Linked DNA regions of Rattus norvegicus: region 1 is linked to region 2. The links are chromatin contacts, called in public Hi-C maps. All regions are on one chromosome and are shown on one strand. Each heading gives the region's core, a stretch centred on a gene start, on an enhancer-like site or on the middle of the called end of the contact. The rest is flanking DNA. Distances are from core to core; before and after follow the strand shown. Region 1 holds the start of Zfp263 (zinc finger protein 263). Region 2 holds the start of Cluap1 (clusterin associated protein 1).

The links. Hi-C and Micro-C count contacts between places; a contact is called where the count stands out from the background.
Region 1: a Hi-C map of kidney shows a contact between it and region 2, with 3 times the contacts expected there. The contact joins the promoter of Zfp263 here to the promoter of Cluap1 in region 2. A contact is called at or near these places in 8 of 12 Hi-C or Micro-C datasets (the A7r5 cell line, Schwann cells, kidney and 4 more) and 1 of 1 datasets of contacts at active chromatin or transcription factors (oligodendrocytes).

Annotation. Positions count from the first base shown.
Region 1 is chr10:12,275,057-12,279,738 of GRCr8, forward strand. It overlaps Zfp263 (zinc finger protein 263), which reads right to left and starts at 2,531. Exons shown (of 6, transcript NM_001399418.1): 1 at 1,878-2,531; 2 at 655-835; 3 at 118-191. The coding sequence starts at 2,270.
Region 2 is chr10:12,122,499-12,127,528 of GRCr8, forward strand. It overlaps Cluap1 (clusterin associated protein 1), which reads right to left and starts at 2,377. Exons shown (of 12, transcript NM_001399473.1): 1 at 2,211-2,377. The coding sequence starts at 2,232. C10h16orf90 (similar to human chromosome 16 open reading frame 90) reads left to right here and starts at 2,782. Exons shown (of 4, transcript XR_010055524.1): 1 at 2,782-2,922; 2 at 4,209-4,562.

The DNA of each region.
Region 1 (4,682 bases), core at 1,281-3,780, 150 kb after region 2:
GATATCTGATCAAAAAGAAAATATTCTCCTAGTAGCAGAGGGGAGCCTCCCACCCCAAAAGCAGAGGAGAAAAGGAGAATTAATTCTGGGGAGAGGCAATGAGAACTTCCACATCACCTGGGTCCCAGTCATATCCTTATCTTCCACATTCCCTTCAGGAGGAAAGAGAGAGAGCCAGGGAGCAGATAATGCTGAAGACAACAGAGAACACAATGAGTAACACCACGTCCCGGCAGCCCACAGACTATTACAAGACAATATGCACTCCTCAACTACAAGTCTCAGCTTTAGGACTGACATTAAACAGAAAGTAGCAAAAGGTGTACTAAGGTGATTTAAAGTAATGGAGTTATAGTAAAGGCATGTGAGCCATCCTTCATCCTGGCCAACGGATTCTAATCACACACTCCCACATCTCATCTAACTGTAATTTGCCTGTTCTGTACACAAAAGGGCTTTACTAAGAGATTCCCCTTTTCCCTCCCATCCAACCTTCACAGAATTTATACCACCACTTTTAGGTTTTTCAGAGCACAACTGAGAACCATAATTCAGAAATCCTTTCTCCTTGACAGCTGTACTACATTTTTCGAGGGTGAGGGGCAACCCCAAAGCCCCTCCTCCCTCCCACCTGCCCAGATAACTGTCCCTCACCCCTCTCCTTTACAGCCTGGGAGTCCCTTTTGGGGCTGGGGTCTAGCAGCTCCTGCAGCCTGGGGCCAGGGCTTCGCTCAGTCTCCATTGGCTCCAGCTTGAAGCTCGGTGACTCTCCTGCTGTTTCCAGTGGCAAAGGCTCCTCCAAAAGCACTTCTGCTCCCCGCCCTTGGTTTGTGACCTGGGAACCAACCCACATCACTCATCATCACAACGGGGCTGACAGAAATGGAAATTAGTACAGGATTCTTAGGACGCACCCTCAACAGAGAATCAGACTGTCTCTTTGGTCTTGACCAAGACGATGGTTTATGCTAAGGGCTTTTAGACTGTAAAAGAAAATGGGGGAGGGATGGGAGCAAGAAAACTGATGGTCCGCTGCCAGGGAAGACCTTCTCAACATATTCTACTGATACATCTCACTTCTGCTTGCTCTCTCTCACCTTTTCTAGATGCTCCCACGTTTCACTACTAGACAAGGTGAACTTAACAGGCAGTGACCACAGCCCCTGAGTGCTTAGCTGTTTCTCAAAGTTCAATTAGCAGAGATCCAGTTCTGTACTGGAAACTATAGACGAAGATATACTGGGTGTTAACCAGTAAGTATAGGCCTGGGGTGGTGGGACAGGCCTGTGGGAATCACAGTAGTGGGGAGGTTGAAGCAGGAGGATTGCCTTGAGTTTAAGCCTGGGCGACATAACCAGACTCTGCTTGTATTCCAAGAACTCAGAATTGGGAAAACTGAAGGTGGAGAATCACCACTGGTCTGAAGCCAAGCTGAACAACACAGTGAGTCAGTCAGCCTGGGCTACATAAGACTGTCACAAAACAAACCCCTCAAAGAAGTGGCAGAAGGTGTCATCCAAACGACATACTTTTCTCCTCGAAATTATCCCCAAACAGTACTGTAGCCAACAGAAAAACAGGACCAAACAGACTAAGTAGTCCGCCCAAAGTCACAAAGCTAGAAACCAGTGAGAAACTTTCTAACTACAGAACTAAATACTGGTAGAGCAACGCCTACATGTTGAAACAAAGTCTTCCTCACTTCCTATTATCGTCATATGGGGAAAATCTGGAAGAAAAGGATCCAGATAAGCTACAAACAATCCCTCTTCTTTAAGTAAAGTCTACTCAGGACAATCAAGTATATTCGACTACAAAAAAAGGCTAGATCAATGACCCAATTTTCCAGGCCAAACGACGAGTAAAACAGCTGTCACCTGTTGCCTCAGTTTCCCAAGTTCTTTCTGCATACGCTCCACAAGGGTTACTGCTTCTTCGCCGCTCTCTGGGCGCAGCTCCTGCACCCTGCTCTGAATCTCTTGGGGAAGGATAGTCAAGAACTGCTCCAGCACCAATAGCTCCAGTATCTGCTCCTTGGTGCGCATCTCCGGCCGTAGCCACCCACGGCAAAGCTCCTGAAGCTGGTTAAGGGCCTCTCGGGGACCAGAGGCGTCTTGAAAGCGGAACCGTCGAAAACGCAGATGGGAGGCCTCGGGGCTGGGCTCTGGTTCAGGCGGGGGTACCTCCTGGCTCCAGGTACAGTCCTCTTCCAATTTCACTATCAGGAGCCCTTCTGGCTCCTGGGAGCTCGGACCCGCAGCCATACTCATGTCCCCAGAGTGCCTAGGTCTTGAAACCAGCTACGTCCGCCTTGAAAGACGCCCTAGGTTCTGTACAACAGCAGGCCACCGCTGCTGTAGCCGAGAGACCCCGGGCTCCTAATCCCGCTAGAAGAACCCAGGTCCAGATCTTGGCAATAATAGGCCTGCAGCGTCGCCACCTGACCGGCTTCCCAGGCCCACACAGAACTTATGTCTCAGGCCCGCGGCGCAAGTCTCAGCGCGCGAGTTAGGCGTCATAAGCCAACGGCTGCTAGTCAGGACGGACTTCCGGTTCACGTTTCGTTTGCGCTGTCTTCCATTGGGTCGGGTCTAGCCACGTACTCACGGTCCACCTTTTTTGCTCTTTGCATAAAAGAGCGGGAGGAGGAGAACAGTCCGCTCGCGGTAAAAGGCGGGGCTAAGGCTAAGCAGTGGGTGGGGCCTCCAGGTGGGAAGCGGTAGCGGTGGGAATCTCTTGGCGGATGTGGCCCGGACAGATTTTTGTAGTAAAGTTTGCAAAAAGGTAAATTCCCCAGCCACGCTTGAACAAGAATCCAGCGGCGTTAGAGTGTCATGCTGGGGCCCAGAAGCGTAACAAAGAAAACCTTTCCGAAGGCCGAGCCCAACGTCCCGGAAACCTACAGCCGGAAACAGACCGGTGGACTGTGCTTCCAGGGCTCGAGGTGCGTGGGGACTGCTGGGAAATGTAGTCCATGGCGCGCCCTTGTTACTGCACCTACACTGTGGATCGAGCAGGTCTAAGCGGGCTGCTTTTGCCTCCCTGTGAGCAGTGGTCCCTAGTCCTTCAACTTTAGGCAACTGGTCTACCCAGAAGAATGCTTCTTCTGGTATGAGTTGCTTTCGCCATTCTCCCAGTGCAGGTCTAAGGCTTAGTTCTGGAGAGCATATCGGCTATGACGATCATCCTGAGGTCAGAAGGGAAGGAAACACCAAGGACTTCCTTATTTTTGGAAGAGAGAATTGCCGGGGTCTGAGACTGGAGCTGTCACAGATAGGTCGTGAAGTCTTCAGATTCTAGGAAGTTTGTCACGAAAACCAGTAATCGCTTATTGGACACGTACTTACATTGTTGGCTATTCACTGCAACTCGAGAGGCAGGAAAAGCCTTCTTTGCCCAGGTCTCCCTTTGTGAACTCTGTTTACTTTGTAAGACCTCAAGGCAGGAAAGTGAACATACCACCACCACAGCAACCCGGAGCTCCAGCAGCTAGGTCCCGCCCCAGACTTCCTTAATGGTCCCTAAACCTAACAGTCGTTTTCTAACCGCTGTAACTCTCATCCCAGGTCTGAGGAGGAAGAGTAGCCAGGCCCCACCCTACAAGACACACACACACACACACACACACACACACACACACACACTCATATCCCACCAATCCTCGAGCTCCATATAGAAACCCACCAAGCCCTGAGCAAACCCCACCAATCTTTGAGCTCCCTCAAGCTGAGGATTTGAAATTTCACCAATCCCCACCATGGAAAGCTGGGGTCGGGTGGGGGTTGGGAGAGACTAAAAATCCTATACAAGCCCTACCTACCACTCAGTTCCTTGCTTTCTTCTTTCCTGAGCGGAAACAGACACCCTTCTGGATTTTTTTCTTTCCCAATTAGTCTCTTGTATGAGAGGCTCATTGTGCGGTGTGACTTTTGGCTTCCGATTGCCAGTATGTCTTTCCCTTCAGAGCTTCAGTCTATGTACATGAAGTAGAACTTTCACAGTATGGCGTGGAGTAGATTGTAAAGTTCTGTGATTACGGCCTTGAGTGTCGTGGTGTCTGCTTAAACCCAACAACTCATACCAAGTCAATGCGGATGACAGGTGTTTTGTAATCACTGCTGCTGATCAATCAGGGCTGCAGAACAGACTCAGGAGCTGAACTCCGACCTTGAGAGGATGTTGTGCAGCATATTTAAAGGATGAGTGGGGTGGGCTGTACCACTGTTCAGTCGTTTTCTGTCATAAGGGGTTGAGAAAGGGAGTTTCCGTCAATCAGGTTAGGTCCTGGGAACATGAACTTAGTTTGACCCTGCCAGTAAGATGGAGAAGTTGTCCCTGAGGTGTCTGGACTCAGATAACTGTTTCCTTATAATAGGAGCTGTTTATTGAGAGGTCCTCAGCTCTCCTAGGGCCTGGGACCTTGAATTTAGGTCCTATGATTAAATGGAGTCTAAAAAGGAAATGGTAGTATTTAGAATAAGTTTCTTTTGCGTATTCCCAACAGTGTCAGTTAAGTCACTTGCCTCAGGTCATACAGCTAACCTATCACAGAAGCTTAGGCTGTGGAAATACGGTCTGCTTTTGATGACTGCATGTGGTTTCATCACAGGTACAAAGGCCTGCAGGCTGCCATGGCAAATGCCTTTCTATCCAGACACTAGGTAGCAGGTGGGCTGGTATAG
Region 2 (5,030 bases), core at 1,127-3,626:
GAGGCGAAGGTGGGCAGATCTCTGTGATCCTGATGCTAACCTGGCCTACAAAAAAAGTTCTGGGTCATTTAGGACTGTTGTTCAAGACAGGAAAAAAACCTTGTCTTGAAAAACAACTAAACAAAAAGAAAGCAAGAAAACAACCGACATTTCTGAGTTCTCACAATATGCTGTGATCTTGAACATGTGTCCTGGCTGTGTAATGTCTATTCACGCTTATTAAAGACAGGTATCCAAGGGGCTGGGGATTATAGCTCAGTGGTAGAGCGCTTACCTAGGAAGCACAAGGCCCTGGGTTCGGTCCCCAGCTCCGAAAAAAAGAACCAAAAAAAAAAAAAAAAAAAAAAAAAAGACAGGTATCCAAAATGTGCTATTGAGCAATCCAAATAATCTATCTAGGCAACACAGCAGGGCAGACTGTGTTGGATCATGGGAGAGAGAGATGGTAGAAAAATAGGTAGCAGCCTTCCTTCATTTTTTCCCTTTACACACACACGTGCCCGCACACACACACATACATGCACACACACACACATGTGCACACACCCATGCACCCACACACACATGCACACACACATGCACACACACACCCATGCACACCCATCCATGCACACACACATACACACATACATGCACACACACACAGTGCACACACCCATGCACCCACACACACATGCACACACACATGCACACACACACCCATGCACACCCATCCATGCACACACACATACACACATACATGAACACATACACACACGTGCACACACCCACGCACACACCCCCATGCACACACACATGCACACACACATGTACACACGTGCACACACACATGCACACATGCACTCATGCACACACATGTGCACAGACATACATGCACAGATACACACACGTGCACACACCCATGCACACACATGCACACATACACACACACAGTGCACACACACATGCACACATACACACCACCCTTATATAAGAGCTTTCCCTTACACCCCTATGAAAGGAGTCAGGCTTTGCCGAAACACTCCCTTTAGCTCAGTAATAGCTGTCAAGTTCTCTACTGCTAAATGGGGACAGTCTCATAGATTACAAGATTATATAGTACTTATTTAAGGTACATATTCTGAACCACTCTTTTTAAATACTCTTTCCAGTACAATGATAGTTATTCAATGACCCAGCAAAGTGCTTGCCTCATCAAAACCGTCATGGGGGGGCTGGGGATTTAGCTCAGTGGTAGAGCGCTTACCTAGGAAGCGCAAGGCCCGGGGTTCGGTCCCCAGCTCCGAAAAAAAGAACCAAAAAAAAAAAAAAAAAAAAAACCGTCATGGGGACAGTCATAATCACACTGTTTCAAAGACCCTTAAACCCCAGACAAGACTCTACCAGCTGTTACACTTCTGTAAGTCACACGGCCTCAGCACTCCTCCTAGCTGTGTGAACCAGGGGTAGTTATGCTACTTAACTTGCAGTTAAAACTAGGAACAATAACAGCGGGCCACAAAAATGATGCTTCCCCCAAGGAGTAGTAACAAAAAAGAGTATCCCATTTTTTTTGTTACTCTCCGGCAAAGCTCTCTGCTCGGTATTTAGTGTTCAGGCAACCTGGATTCAAACTCTAAAGCCACTCATTCTATACATTACTTGTCCAAATTACTTTGACCTCTTGCTGCCCGTTTCATCGCTAAACCAGGGCACAAGAACTGGCTAGGAGTAAATGAAATGCCGCCCACATCGAGAATAGCATTGACAGATTGTAACATACAAAACAACAAACCCTCAAAAATTAACAACAACAACAACAACAACAACAACAACAACAACAACAACAAAAACCTAGCAGCAATAGCCAATCCATCCAGTCACTTCCTCGGTTATTGGTTCTTGCTACAAACTCTAGCACAGAAAAGGCCTCCATTTCCCCATGACCTTTCTACCGCGGCTGCGAATGTGGCTGTGACCAGAAATAAAATGAGGTAAAATTAAACATTCAATTCTTCAGCCGCTCGAGACACATTCCCAGTGTTCTAGCTACACGTGGCCAGTGACGGGCAGAACTTTCCAAAGGTGCTGTAAAGTTCTGTCAGCCCGGGGCTGGCCTAGGGACCACCCGCCTGCCTGAGCCTACGGCTCTAGCAGAGGTCCTGCAGGAGAGCCTTGAGTCCCTGGGAAGCCCACTGGGAAGCCCACGGGAAAGCCCGGCGCAGCCTTACTGCGGAGGTCGCGGAAAGACATGGCGCTGTGGTCCCCAAGAGTCCACTGAGGCGTCGCTGCTCGTCTCTTTAGAGTTCTCAGGCCTAGCTCTCGCCGGTCTCTATAGCAACACTCAGAGGCCCTGGACAGCGTGCGGTCCAGGCCAAACAAGACAGGAAGCGAAGCGGTGAGGTGCGCGCAAGCGCAAGACACAGACCAGCAGGTGGCGTTCGCACCTCACAAGCTGCGCAGTGTCATAGCCATTCGTTGAGCACTTTTGGCTCCGGTCCGGTTGTAACTCTCATTGACTCACTAATATATAGAGAGCACTATCACCTTTTGTGACTGAGTCTCCTTTGTATTTGTAAAAGCGTAGCTAAACTCCGGAGTCGAAGCCGCATAAAGTATGCACAGAATGACAGGAACGAAGATACCCTACCCTGGGCAGAATTCGAGAATTGTACCCGGAAGGATTTCATGCACGCACAGCTGGACAAGCCGGAAATTAGCGCCCAGACTCGCGCGCCAGAGGTTGCCCCGGAAACGGTGGTTAGTTCTGAGCCCGGAGCCGTAGTGTTGGCGTACTAGGCCTTGGTGCTGGGGTCAGCCCAGGCTCAGAAGTGAACCCTCCTTGGTGACTGTTACGAGTCGAGGACAACCGCGACAAGGAAAGGCTGGGGAGAGGAGAGATGAGCTGAGCCAAGAAGGGTGGGCGAAGAGGAAGGAAAATGGGTAGGCACAGGATGTAAAGGTGCTCTTGGCTAGGACACTGTGGTACAGACAAGAGTAGATACTTAAGGACTTAAAAGTATGTGGAGTAGGGCCATACATTTGTGGCTAGTCTAACATGGGAGACGGTGCATTTGGATAGTCTTTGCAACAAATGGTTTTGAAAAAACGAGCAAATAAATGAAACTATTAGCATCTATGTACAAAAACAATGGTTCATAAACCTAGATGTAAAACCTAGAACTAAATTTTCTATAATGAAGCATAAAAAGCTTGTGACAGAGTTAAGATTCTAAAGTACCTGTAGTTTTGTATTTCTACCAGCAGAACAATTGTTCGTTTGTCCACATGCACAGGGGATAAAAAAAATCAGCGTTATTACGTATTGCTTAACAACCAATGAGAAAATGGATAATTAGATAGGTGTCACCCAGAACCATCTTCTCAGCATGATTCAGATCTCTCCAGGTTTGTTCTTGAAACTCTCATTCTCCCAACCACAGATGAGGAGGTCAAAGCCCCTAAAAGGTCATCCTAGAGAACAACTTTCCAGCATACCAAAGCCAAATTTGTCTTATGTGGCTTCCTCTGAATCTGAGGATCAGTGGATTTACCCTGGATTCTGGTCCCTTCCCTTGCCCTCTTCCCACCTGACCAGATACCATCGTCTCCCAAACTAGGAGGTCCAGGGAGACTAGAGTCATTACTGTGACATCATAAGGACCAGTTGCCATGGGAGACCTGCAGACCCAGCCCCTAGGCAGGGGAGAGCAGGCTCTACTGCACAGAAGGCCTGGCCACTCCTCCCCCACCATACTGGCCCTCCATGGAAGCCTTGGTCTGTGCATTCTCTGAGCTTCGAATAAGAGAAGGTGCCTGGCTGCAGGGAGGAGCAGCAGCAGAGATGCCACACTGTCCCAACCTGGGCCCAAAGCTACTGGGGAGATCCTAGGGACGTGCATGCTTGGGAAGGGAGTAACTCCTGATCTAGGCTATATGACTGGGCCAGTCATGTCCTCTTGAACTCACTGTGCTTATACTGGTGCCAGCATACTCTTTCTGGAGTAAAGAGCACAAAAAGGGCTTTAAGTGCTCAGTGGGATCTCTGTGCCAAAGTCCTGGGCTGCTTAGGTCCCTTTGTTAAGGGGAGCAAAGAAGAGTAATGGGAATAGACAGGAACTGAGGCTGGGTAGCCTGGGGGTGGAGGCCAACATATGAGCTGGTACTTGCATTTCCCCCAGATGCTGGGCCTACTGGCCATCACCCTCCTGCTCTCTCTCTTCTTGCAGATGCAGTGAGCTGGGCCCCAGGACGCCCCAGCCACCCTGACACACCACCTAACATCTATGAGGGAGGGTTGGGGGCCCAGCAGCAGCAGGGCCCCAGTGCCCAGGGAAGCAAGCCCAAGAACTTCCGATTGCGACACCTCCGGAGCCTGGCTCTCTACCTGCCAGGCCACATGCAGCCTGCCGGCCAATGCGGAAGCCACTGGCTAGGCCGGCTCATGGCTGGGGGCAGCCTGACACGGCCTGAAGGCTCGCCCTGGCCCCTGGCCCTGCCACAGGGGACCCTGGGTCCAGGTAACGGCCATTGCTCAGCCCTCCTGGAAGCCCGCCTGCCCAGGGACAGCCTGGGAAACACAGGTGAGCTCTGTTAAGGCAGGACCGGAGACATGAGAGACTGAAGGGAATTCAAGTGGGCCTTTCATTTCCTAGCTTTCTGCCAAGAACTAGGAAAGGACGCAGTGGCCAGGACACACTAAAATAATGTCATGCTACAGGGGCCAAGATCTTGTTTAATTTTTTTTTAAATCCGTGTGCCCCACTATCGATTCAGAACATCCATGTACACACTGAGTCCTGTGAAATCTCAGGGATAGTAATATACAAGTGGACTGCAGCAAAAGCCTGTTGGGGTGTTAAGGCAGAGAAGATCTAAGAGTAGGAGTTCTGGGTTCCTATCCTCAATCTGGATTTTGATAGACCTTGGACAACTTTGTCTCAGTTCCTTCATTTTACAAATGAAGGACTCACGACATTTCAGCTTGACCCCCGACATCTCTTCCTCACCCTCACGGAAGTAGTGCCAAGCCCTTCAATTGTCTTGAAGGT